Linked DNA regions of Sus scrofa: region 1 is linked to region 2. The links are chromatin contacts, called in public Hi-C maps. All regions are on one chromosome and are shown on one strand. Each heading gives the region's core, a stretch centred on a gene start, on an enhancer-like site or on the middle of the called end of the contact. The rest is flanking DNA. Distances are from core to core; before and after follow the strand shown. Region 1 overlaps LOC102164776. Region 2 overlaps LOC110255448 (a long non-coding RNA gene).

Evidence for each region. Hi-C and Micro-C count contacts between places; a contact is called where the count stands out from the background.
Region 1: a contact with region 2 is called in a Hi-C map of skeletal muscle, with 3 times the contacts expected there. The contact joins two enhancer-like sites. A contact is called at or near these places in 2 of 47 Hi-C or Micro-C datasets (adipose tissue and skeletal muscle).

What each region holds. Positions count from the first base shown.
Region 1 is chr9:49,216,027-49,222,518 of Sscrofa11.1, forward strand. LOC102164776 reads right to left here. Exons shown (of 5, transcript XM_021063017.1): 3 at 5,198-5,275. Among named protein-coding and RNA genes, the nearest start is that of MIR100, 61 kb to the left of the region's middle. Within about 2 kb of position 3,050, at least 28 of the 83 cell types and tissues checked have an H3K27ac peak or open chromatin away from gene starts, as enhancers often do. A contact at or near this core is called in adipose tissue and skeletal muscle, where this site is marked.
Region 2 is chr9:48,682,680-48,688,443 of Sscrofa11.1, forward strand. All of the region lies in intron 1 of LOC110255448 (a long non-coding RNA gene), which reads left to right. Among named protein-coding and RNA genes, the nearest start is that of SORL1, 250 kb to the left of the region's middle. Within about 2 kb of position 3,847, at least 41 of the 83 cell types and tissues checked have an H3K27ac peak or open chromatin away from gene starts, as enhancers often do. A contact at or near this core is called in adipose tissue and skeletal muscle, where this site is marked.

The sequences.
Region 1 (6,492 bases), core at 1,800-4,299, 530 kb after region 2:
AGGCCATTATCCCCATCTTGAAGGCAAGAAGGCGGAGGCAAGAGCAGAGCCCCATCCAGCAGGTGCTGGGAATTAGCAGGGTAAGTGGCTTAACATTCCCAACCTTGGTTTGTTTCCTCACTTGAAAAAGGGGGATAAGAGATGACATATCTCACAGGATTGCTGAGAAGATTCCATTCAACAGGATAAAGTGGGTAATGCAAGGCCTGGCACCTAAAGAGTGACCATTTCACTGCACCTCTTGTGCAATGACATTGGTAGAGCCACCTCTGGGGGCAAAGGAGCAAAGAGAGAGTGTGGGAAGGAGAGCTCCGGAAGCGACCCAGGCCCCGTCAGCCCCGTGGCCCTGCACTTAACTCCACTGTGCAGGGGGGCAGAACGTTCATGCAGGTCCGGCTCTCTCTCAGATATGGAAGGATCGGCAGCACAATAAAGACCTGCCTCCCACGAGATGGGCCCTGCGCCGAGCTGCCTGGATCCAGGGGAGACATCGCTGTCCAGCATTTCCATCAGGGCTCCCCCGAGCCAGTCCCTGGGGCACACACAAAGCCCCATTCAGGACGGCTGGAGCTTTGAGAGCAGGCAGAGGAGCTGGGGGCCCGGGAAGGGGGTGGAGGAGCAGCACAGAGCCTGGCACCAACCCGCCGCCGGCCCGCCTCGGGCGAGTGGGCGTGGAGGGCGCAGGTCCGCGGCCGTCCATGCAGCACCCTTTGTCCTTCCGCAGATTCCTTTCTCTGGTGGTCCAGGGCCCGGCGGCACCAGCTGCCACGGCTGGACCTGCGTGACCTCCCCGGAGGAGGCTGGGCACCCCCCACCCCCACCCCCCCTGATGCCAGCCCCAGAAGCAGGGTATCCAGTGGAAACAGATCATTGCTAACTGGCTTGCCATTTCAAAAGCACTTCTGGGAAAACCGCCTCTGAGAGGTTCCCACCCTGGGTATGTACTTGCTGTGGCACTGAAAAGAAGTCAAATTAACCCACGGTTACCACCCTTTATTCCTCAGGACCTAGGAAGCTGCTCCGTGTTCTTCAGCCTTGGCTTTCCCACCTGTACAATGGAGCCTGGTAAAACAATCTGCCGGAATTCAAAGAGCAGCTGTTGTGAGCGTTTCCAGGTAGCAGTTCATTCTCCCTGAGCAGGCAGGCAGGCAGGCCGGCCCCAGCCTTCCTCGCTGGGGCCTCCTGGATGGTACAGAGAATGCCCGGTCTAGAGTCCCCACGGACAGCCCCCAAATATGTCAAGTTTGATGCATCGAGGCCATGCTCGCTCTGCAGTGTGCTGAATTTTGGAGCAGGCTGCTCACGGGCCCATGACCCTTGGATGCAGAAGAAAATAAGTCCCCTCCTTTACCTTTTTCCTCCTCAAATGATGAAATGCTATCCCGATGACGTGTCAGATCAAACATGGAACAGAAAATGAGAAAATGGAGCCCCTTTTTGCCACCAAGATTGTAACACACGTCCTGCAGGACAATATTTTTCAGATGACTCAACTCAAAAGGGCTGAATGAAATTTCTATGGTCTGAAAGGGTTTCTACATCAATTAGTCTAGCTGTTCACTTTTCCTGACCTGCAGTGACTCCATTTTATTCACTGAGACATTTCTCACCTCAGTCCATGTACCATCTCCTCCAGGAAGCCCTCTCTGACTACACAGCTGGAGTCTGTGCCTCTTCATCATGTTCCCACAATGCCCCAGGCACGTCTCTCTCTTAGCGCTTGGGACATGACATTGAAGTTTGTTCAATGTCATTTGTCTCAAGTCTTCTTTGTGGTCAGGCACGTACTTTATCAGTCTTTTAAACTCCAGCTTCTAGTGCGGGGTTGGTGCAATGGAGGAGGAGAGTAAAGATTTGCTGAACTAAATGGATGTGTACCTATCATTGGAGAAGTTGCTGGCATAAACCCCCATGTGTCATTTATAAGAGTCTCCTGTAACCTTTGCACTCAGGAAGTTCTAACTCGTATCTGATCCCACATGCAGACATTATTTCTTTCAACCTCATGCAATAACAACTGGTAACTGTCTTCATTCTTATCAGAGCACCCTCAGAAATCACTGATGGGAGTTCCTACTGTGGCACAGCAGAAACGAATCCGACTAGTATCCATGAGGATACGGGTTTGATCCCTGGCCTCACTCAGTGGGTTGGGGATCTGGCATTACAGTAAGCTGTGGTGTAGGTCCCTCGGATCCTGTGTTGCTGTGGCGTAGGTTGGCGGCTGTACCTCTGATTCGACCCCTAGGCCTGGGAACACTCATATATCACAAGTACAGCCTTAAAAAAAAAAAAAATCACTGCTATCACTCATTTCTTTCTACCAAGTCAGCCTTCATTTTTTCAGGCTTAAATCAGGTATGAACTATCAGAACCCCAAATCTGACCATTTTAATTTTTAACAGATGACTAGAAAAGGACTTTCAAGAAGGATTTTGGCCAGAGAGAATGTATGCATTCAATAAGCTGCCGTGCAGCACCTACTCCGTGCCAGACTGTGCTGACAGAGAATAAACAGATGCCAAAATCCCAGGCCATCCAGAGATCTCTAACCTAGAATAGGGAATAAACAGGGGTACTTCATCTAACTAAGAAAAAGCAGCATTTTCCTTTATTTGCGGTGCCTCCATCAGAAGAATCACTCCATTTGGGGAGAATGTAAAAAAGTCCAGAGTGCTAAAAAGCACAACACATTTTACACTTCCTGAGTAGCTTGGGAGAAAACTAGTGGCCCAATCAGGGAACATGTTGGGAACACGTGGGAGAGCCCATGGAAGGATCAGTGCCCTGGGTATGTTGACATTGTGACAGAAGTCCATCTGCGTTTTTGTTGCTGGGCAGAGGCTGGCCTCCACTGACCACATATGCAGAAAGCTGGCAGGAGCCCCTGGTCACCAGCCCCCAAACTGGCAGCCTCCCCTCTCTGGCCAAGGAGCTCAGGGTCTGCGTGACTTGAGGCAATGTCATCTGGGGACACTTGGGATTCTGATCGGGTGAGCCAGTGGAGGCAGCGCAGATAAGACCGGGGCAGAAATCTGGCAGCCTAAATGACATCTGCTTCGTCTGAGGTTTTGGCTCTGGCTCCTCCTGGGAGCCTGGGGCTGGAGCCTGGGAAGGGTGCATTTGGAGCTGGTTACAGCAGGTGGCGCAGGAGAGCAGAAGCCAACCCTCTGTGGGGCCCAAGGAAAATGAAGGATTGATTCCGCCTCAGAGAGAGGCACTAGGGCCAAGAAAGGCAAAGGGGACCGACTGGTCTCTCCACATGGTGCCCAACATGGCATATTGCCCAGGTGACACACACAGCCAGATATGGACATGTCTCTGCTAAAGAAAAACCAAGATAGGTCCTCATAGGTCTGAGTAAAATCCTTGAATGGTCAGTACTTGCAGGAAGCATGATGCAAAGAAAAAGAAAAACAACATCTAGTATTCACTTAAAGGGCAAGATAAACACTCCTAGAGCTCAAAGACTCTGACCTATGGACGGCTGACGGGTAAAGTGTAAGTCCCCAAATAAACCTCCACCTCCACCACCACCACCGCCACCACCACCAAAACAAAACAAGAACAAAACCCCACTTAATCTTGTCAGTGGAGCTCTGGAAAGCAACATTTTTAAACAAGACACACAAAAAAGAAATTTATCTCCACTGAAAGCTGCCAGATGAAGCCACCTTCTTGATGTTCTTATCTCGGGGTAAGCTTGCCTCCAAAACACATACCCTCCCACATACACCCCAGGCTCCTCAGTTTCTCTGCCGCAAAGGGCAGAAAGCATGGTTCTACTTATTTATTTTATGCAGTGGCATAACTTGAAGAACTTTAATCAGGAAATTCTAAGCAGGGGATAAAAGTGTCACACAGAGGCTATAGGACAATCTCTCTCCTCTGAGAGATAACATTCAAAAGCAGTGAACTGCTGAGACTCGCCATAGAGAGTTTACCTCCTCTACTGAAGCAGTGTGGGCTGGCTCAGGGATAAGACTTAGGGAATGCAAGGAATTTTACTTATTTTTCCATTTGGTTTACTTTCGTTACTTCTCTTGTGGGGAAGCAATCCGAGATGCTTAAGGGCTGATGTTTTATAAATCAATTCTCTGTGTTTACTTACGTGCATATACATATATGCAAAATTGTGCACTGCTTGAAAAGCAAAACATTTGACATATTTGTTCTCCACCTTCTGCAAAAAGCAGGGTCTGCTCAACTAGTAAATGAGTCTGGGGTCTGTCCTACAATCTACTGCCTGCAATGGAATAGGGTTCACACCACAGATGTCTCAACAGCAGAAAGTCTCAGAGTATATATACTCCAGAAGGAGGAGGCAGATAGCGTTGTTTCACCCTCTGTGCCTTAGGACTTGCTCTGTTTAGCCTGGAATGTCCTTCCTCAACTCCAGTCTTCTTCATTTTGTGGGCCATCTTCTGTCTTTTTCAAGAATACTCATCACATCTGAAGCCCCCACCCCCCGACCAGCCTCTTACCCCCATGTGTCCTTAGAAATCCTGTGCAAATCTCATTCCAAGCACAGGACACAGAATGATGCTGTTGTCACCACCCGCTGCTATAAAATTCATGCTATGTTATAGACTACTTTTTTTTTCCTGCTTCTTTATGTCTTCCCAGATCCTTCTCTCCCCAGCTCCTCCTAAGTAGGGTTGCCAGATAAAAAGAGAATGTCCATGTGAATTTGAATTTCAGATAAAGAATTTTTAGTACATGTGTATCCCCAACATTGCCTGTGTTGTTGTATTTTTATGTGCTAAATGTGGCAGCCTCACTCCTGAGACCCCTAAGTTCATGCCTATTCCTTCCTCCCTGTCCCCATGCAGGGGAGGAATGGGGGGGGGGGGAGCATCCAAAGCTGCAGGTGCACTTCCTCAGCCCTGACCTCTCCCCTAGTCCCCCAGAAGTAACGGGTGCTCCTGGCACACACCTCCAGAAGAGTAATATAAGGTCTGTTTCAGATGTTTTGTGTTTTTTCCTCCTGCATTGAGCCTATTTATTCAACAGAGATGACGTTTAAATATTTCATCCAATATGAAAACATTTGCTCAGTTATTTTTAAATAGGAGGGTTATCATTGGCTTTTCATTTAAATGTGGTTTCATGACTTGGATGAATTCAATGACACTGGAATCTTGTTAAGTCCATACTGAATTTCAAAGTGTGGCTGGCTGGACATAGTGACATTTACCTTTTCAGTTCCTGCTGGCTCTTTCAACCCACTCTGTCCTGGAAGAAGCAAGGGAGATGCAGCTGGCAAGGTATGAACCTGCAGAAACACATCCATTCCCATCAGACAGTGTCTGTCATTGCAAAAGATCTCTAAGTTTCACGTGCGCTCGTTACTTCACTATTTTAGCAAATGGAACTTTAAAAGCGAAAACAGCAACACCTTGGATTTCCCTAACACACCCCACACCAAGATTAACATTCTTTCCACTTGCACCCAATCTCCCAGGGTGAAAAACTGCAACAAGAATTTATGGGAATGTTGCCCTACCTTTTTCACGTCATTACACACAGGAAGTTGTAACAATTGCATAACTGGGATACAGTGGAAAGAATGTGGGCGAGTCTATTCGAGACTTAGTAAGAAAATTAAATTTTATTACTTATTTTTAAAGTTAGAAAATATTATGGATGATATTCAATATGGACTTTGTGTAAACTTTCCCAGCAAAATAAATCATTTTCCATTTAGAAACATCTAATGGAAGGTCTGCTTTAAAAATGTAATGATTAAAATCACATGTGCCTCCTATATTTTTAGAAAAAATATAAACTATAAGAGCAAATGAAATTCGAAAAAAATCCAACATTTTATAGGGCAGGTCAAACCAAAGAACATCATGGATAGTAAACAAATCATAACTAAAAAATAATAAAACTAGTACCAGGACATTTTAACAGGAATATCAGGGGGAACTAAACTGTACGTACATATCTTCTCAGGTCATTCTTGTTGGGGTGGGGGGGCAGTATTCATAGAGATTCAAATACCTAAACAGTTATTACAGAAGTCAGGAAGTTTACAGATGAAGCTATACAATGAATGTTCAAATAGAATTAAAAATTTCTAAATAGTTATCAAAACTGCTTTTACATAGTTTACCACTATAAGAAACCTCCAACCATCTGTATCTCAGGTAAACACCTTTAAGCCCTCCCAGTCCCCACCCCGACCCCCAAGCCCACCACAGCGCCCCTGGGAAGTCTGCTGTAGAGAATGAGATCCCAGCTTGTTTCTCTTCTGGTCCCTTTCTAGCCCATTGTTGGTGCTACAAGCCTAGTCAAGATAAACAGGTGCTGAAGAAGAGAAATGCGTTTGTCTTTTAGCCAAGGCAAAATCTTCCCCAAATATTAAGGCTTAGGGAACACTGAGCTAAGTCACACATGGAAGGCTCAGCCCTGGGGAGGGGAAAGGGCCCATGAACCATCCCGTTCAATCATAGATCCGGAGCAACTGGGAAATGCAAGCACTGGCAG
Region 2 (5,764 bases), core at 2,597-5,096:
TTATTTTCTTGATACTGTAGGTAATGTTGAGAGTTTTAAAGAATTTTTTTTAAAAATGTAATAGTCCAGGTTAATTCGTGAAGTCTAAGACATGTTTCCTTTCCCTGGCAGTGATCTGTCATTCACAAATCATGGGTTTGTCCCCATAACTCCCATCTGTCATATTTCTTCCCTGTGACTGGTTAACACAACTATCTCTGGTCATTCTGTGCCTTAAAAACTGCTGTCTGGAGGCAAAAGTAAAATACTATTTTGAGCAAGTCAATATTTTTGCATCTTTCTGAGTCATGATGAATAAACTGTGCATGACAATAGCTCTTATTGTACAATCAATATAATTTGCTTCCCTTGCAGGAAAACATAATTAGCTCATGGTTGACACAGTGGCAATGAAAATGTGCTCATTTCTAAAGTTTGTGGGTGTAGGGTCCTTTCCTGCTCAGAATGGGGGTTCCCAGCTCCTGACCCAGGCAGACTGGGTGTCACTAAGCAGACCTCATAACTTTCAGGGCCTTTGGTAGTTCTTTTCAACAAGGAATGACAGTGCTTTTTTTTCTTTTTTCTTTTTTCTTTTTAGGGCTGCATCTGGGGCATATGAAGATTCCTAAGCTAGAGGTTGAATTGGAGCTACAGCTGCCAGTCACAGCCACTTGGGATCCGAGCCGTGTCTGTGACCTACACCACAGCTCACAGCAATGCTGATCCCTGACCTACTGAGCAAGGCCAGGGATTGAACCCACATCCTCATGGATCCTAGTCAGGTTCGTTAACCACAGTGCCATGAAGGGAATGCTGATGATACTTTTATATAGAGTTAATAATATCTAAATTTGATATGTAGAGACTTGAAGTTAGAGGCTGGCCTTGAATACAATATGTATCATTTAAATGATAAAGCTCTAATATTGATTAACTGGCCCCATATTTTTTTCTCTCTCTTTTTCAATGAAAGAGCTCAGATCTTGGGATCTTTACCTATTTTGCCAATAAATATAAAAGGGCCCCTAATTAGTTAAGGCATTGGGAGGACAGAAGACATCATGTAACCTTCCTTCTTCTTTTCTGGGACCCTTTTGTTCCCCCATAGGAGGCTGCCTGGCCCCTCACTCCTCATTGTGGGCTGGCTACTTGCAACATCATTCCCATGCATTTTACACTCCACGGCACTAGTTTCTGGAGCCCCTGCTTCGTTCAAGCCAGGCAGCTTTGTAAGCAATCTGAGGTTTTACTAGGACTGAGAACAAAGTGAGGTTTGAGTAGAGAACTTGACTGAGGTGCATCTCACAGGATTCCCTGTAAAAGGCTGCAAGGAGACCTCCTGTTTGGGGCTTAGGTTGAATGCTTTTATTTTGAAATGCTGACTGTCTGAAATCAGATTTACTCAACCTCAACTTTGGCTTTGAACTGAAGCACACATGCTACCTGTCACCTGAAGGGTGCAATTAGGGTCTGTACTTGGAGCTGTGTTCTCTATCAATGCTGACGGGTGGTTGTGAGTAGAGCCTGAGATTTATGTGGCTGAAAAGAAAAGAAAAACCTCTTCTAAAAATCATCCCCTTTTTGCTTTTATCTCCTCCCATTTTCTGCTCATCCTTCACACCCTTTTTCCTCAAATCTTGGGAAGTCAAAGAAATCCACAAGAAAGAAATTGATAATCAGATCAATTCCTGCCATGGATCCAGTAAAAGCTTATGGTTGAAAATGCTCCTGGTCCTTTCGAATCTCCTAAAATATTCTATTGCAATCAGAGATGTTAATTGGTTGAATCTGCCTGTGGTCTTAGGAAGTGCTCCGATTACAAGGAGAAATCCTTTTATGTTGCTGGATTTCAACCACAGAATCTCTGAAGTTAGGAATCTGGCAGAGGCAGAGCCCCCTCCAGGGTGTAAATAAACTGGCCAGGTCTATAACCCAATAAGAAGTCAGTTTATTGCATCTGTGTTTCAAGTCACCCAACACACACACCCTGCACGTTTTATTAAAGAAAAGGTGTGGATTACAGCCAGAGCCTGGACTGGAAAATGGCAAGGGAGGTGGATGCTTGTCAAGTCTACACCATCTATGGAAGGAAAGATGGGGCCCAGCAGGGATCAAACTTCTCTTCCTGCCCAAGTTTGCAAGGAAGGATCAAGCTTCTGAGCATGACTGGCACACAAGACTACTAATACTTTGCTAGCTGGTGGAAGAAGGCTGAGACTCGAAAGGCTTAAGTGGATGAATGTTTTATAGCCCAGGTCTGGAAACCCAGTGACATTTTCCTGTGGCAACAGGAGGTTGTTTTCAGAACTGGAGCTTTCGCTGGACCAGATCTCACTAGTGACCCACTGAGAGGCAGAGGGAGTGAGTTGGGCGGTGGCTCCAAAACCTTGGGCAGGGAACACGATGAGCCCCTAGTTTAAATACAAAAACGTTTCACTTCCATTGCCAAAGGGTGTTTGGGGTTCACCTAATGGTGATCAAGACCAGAGGAAGAATCCAGCCCTGTTCCACCTACACTTCCACCTCCCGCGACTCCAGCCCTAGCTTAGTTGCACCCCACCCCTCCCCACAAAAGTGTAAGGGGGTGAAATGTGCCCAGCCTCGTTTGCATACTGCTCTAGACTTCTGGTGACAGTGAGCTATTCGTGAAACCCAGGACAGTGTGAACAAAGCTGCCTCTTAATTCAGCATTAATCTCTCGGACAACACTACTCGCCCACACTTTAAAAAAACAGACTACCCCCCCCAATAAATTTACAGTATCCCGCTTTAACATAGCAAATACAAAAGTCCAGCCAGAGTCTTTTTGTTGTTGTTGTTACTCCCCGCCCCCTCCACCTCCATCTCCTTCATTCCCATTGGCTCCTGAGAAGTCCCAGAGAACCAATGGGATTCCTCTCCTTCATTCATGTCCTAGCAACAAGCCCAATTCCAATCTTTCTCTGCCAAACTAACACCTGAAAAATTACATCATGAATAATGGCAAAAGCAGCAAGGGCCAGAGAAGGGCCTTTTTTTTTTTTTTTTTTCATCTGTCTGCTGCAGAGTTCATTTAAGGTGTTTTAGTCTAGATTCTTAAAGCAACAATGTCCTAGATTTTTGCCTCTTTTTTCAGCTCGTCTTATTAACATAAACTATAAAATGAACAGTAACCTGAATGTAGCAAGAGGCCTTTAGGTGAAGTGAGGGGAAAACATTTTGTTGGGAGCATTCTCTGAAGATTCCTTTTCAGTCTTTTTTCAGGGAAGCCCTCAAAGTGGAGAAGTAGATTGTTCATATAGTATATTTTTTGGGAGGGGGGTGACTAAAATACCCTAAACTACAGAAGTTCCCACCCACTTTCCCCCACAAAAAGCCTTCCCGTGGTTTCTCTTGCTCCTGTTAACTATACCCAAGGACTTTTCTATTTCTGCTTTGGAATAAAGGGCTTATTCTGTTAAGGGGTTTGGAGCCAGGGAAGGGGTTGCTTTATGAATCTGTGAACGGCGTGGGGTGGTCATGGTTAGGGGGCCGCAGGGTGGGTGCTGGGGGCACGGGTGTGTCTGTGCACGTGCAGGGCTGGAAATGCAGACGGGCAGCTGGGAAAGTGCAAGGACAACGAGATCCAGATGACTGGGGAGGGGGGAGGCGAGGCGTTAGGGAGTGAACGTGGAGGAGGGAGGGGGCCTGGGAGGGGAGGGGAGGGGCGCTGCACAGGCAGACTTGCTCTCTCCAAATGTGCAGGGGTTTCTCATGAAAATGTCCACCCTTGTAGGCATTTTTCAAGACCCAGACGCTGATTTGCTGCTTCCGGTTTCCCCCACCCCACCCAGTCTAGCGCACACAGCCAGCCAAGCCGCAGACACAAAGAGCTGTGCAGCCCTGCCTGCGCACCCGCGGGGAGAGGGAGCTGGGCGGTGGTTCGCACCTGCTCGCGTCCAAGTGTAGGCAGCCAGCAATTGCCCCCACCCGGTCCAATCCTGGCCACCGAGGCCCACGCCCCCTGGCATCCTGACCTCTTTGCAAGCATCTGTGGAGTGCCTGAGGCACGCACTGGAAAGAGACCCAGGGCCCCCAGGCTGCCTCGGGTGCCTTACTGGAGGAGCAGAAAATAGATATGTTCGGTGTCTGGCTCCGATGCGGAGTTTGAGACTCGCCTCAGCCATCGCCTTGGCAGCAGAGTGGTTGGATGTGTTGGCAGACAGTCTGCCTTGGGACTTGTGAAACCGCATGACTATATAAGGCCCGGGAAGGAAAGAGAAGGATGCCAACCTGAGGGATGGGATGGGAAGGGAGAGGAGGAAGTGCAGGGGATCCTGCTAGAGATGTTCCCACTTGTCCATCCCCTCAGGGATGCAGCGATAACTCATTCTGCAGAAGTTTTGCCATCAGCTGTGGAATAATAACAGAATAATGGAGGGGGGCCTGGGAGGGGCGCTGCTCTGTGTCCGTAGGAATAGGTACTGTTTTCCTGGAGGCTACTTGGCCTCCTCCTCTTCTGGCTGGAAAATCTGCTGGCTTCAGGGTGGGCCAGGAAGGCAGCGGTCCAAAGTCTCAAATATCTTGGTGTATACCACGTTTTACAGTACAGAGAATTTGGGTCCCCTAGCCCGAGGGACACTTCGGAGAAATCAATGGCTAGACAGGCAGGCCAGGGAAAAGGCAGTAGGGAAAAGGAGCACTGGAGTGGGAGCCATTGGTGTCTTGCATTAGTTCGGTCTCTGGCAGGAGAGCTGGAGCAGTGCTGTTTCCAATCCTACCCATGGGGGGCTGTTGTAGCTCAAATCAGATGATTGGTGCCTAGAATGCAAAATAAGTACTCAATCAGGTGAGACATCAGTACCCTCCCACTGGCTTTCTGCATGAGTTGGAAGCATCCTGTCCCCAGTTGCATCCTCCTTGAAATTCTCTCTTCCCTTCCTGGGCTCTTGTGGTATGCAGCATTTGTCTGTTCTCCCATCTCTTGGTTGCTTCATTGTTCTCTGTGGAAACTTCATCCTTTGGCAGGGCTTTGCATGTTGGTTCTCTTCTGGGCTCTGTCTTGAGCTCTACCCCCTCACGCCCCTGTTTTGTGATCTTGTCCTCCCAAAGGTTTTAAGGATTTGTTCTGTTGTGATAGCTGCTGGTGTACAGCTCCAGCCCAGCTCTCCCAAACTGCCAAGGGGAGGTGCCAGAAATCAGGACTTTCCATATCAGTGTCCTCCAGGTTCTTTAGATTTAGCATGTCTATCATCTCTTCCATCCACCACTCAATTTGCATCTTCACCTTTGTATAGTTTTCTCAAGGGAAGAATGTTTCCACCCATATTAGTGTTCAAGAAAGACACTTGGCTGGCATCCTGGACACCTCCTTCTCCCTCTTTCCCCATGTCCAGCCTCCATCCAGAACTACCCATTTTACCACCTAATTGGCAAATACATTCATTCCTCTGCCTCCCCATTGCCATTGCCTGAGTATAAGCAGCCCGTCTTGTCACCTGGACTGTTGCATCAATGGTGGATCACTACCACAGGGTCTGACCCCATGGCTACTGCCCAGAACCCCTCCAGGGGCTTTCATCATTTTCAGGACGTACTTGGACATGGCTCCCTGTCTTTCGTGCTTCTTCTTATTCTACTTACTCCCTTGCTGTTAGGGTTCTGTGCACGAATTTTCCTTTAAGCTCTTCAAAATGCTTCCCTCCCCCACTCAGGGACTTCCTAATGCAAAACGCAACTCTCCATGTGATAAATTCTACCTACTCATATTTAGCCTCCCATCTAGCTTGGAGAGTCCTCTATGGCAGCTTTAGACTCAGCAGGTTCC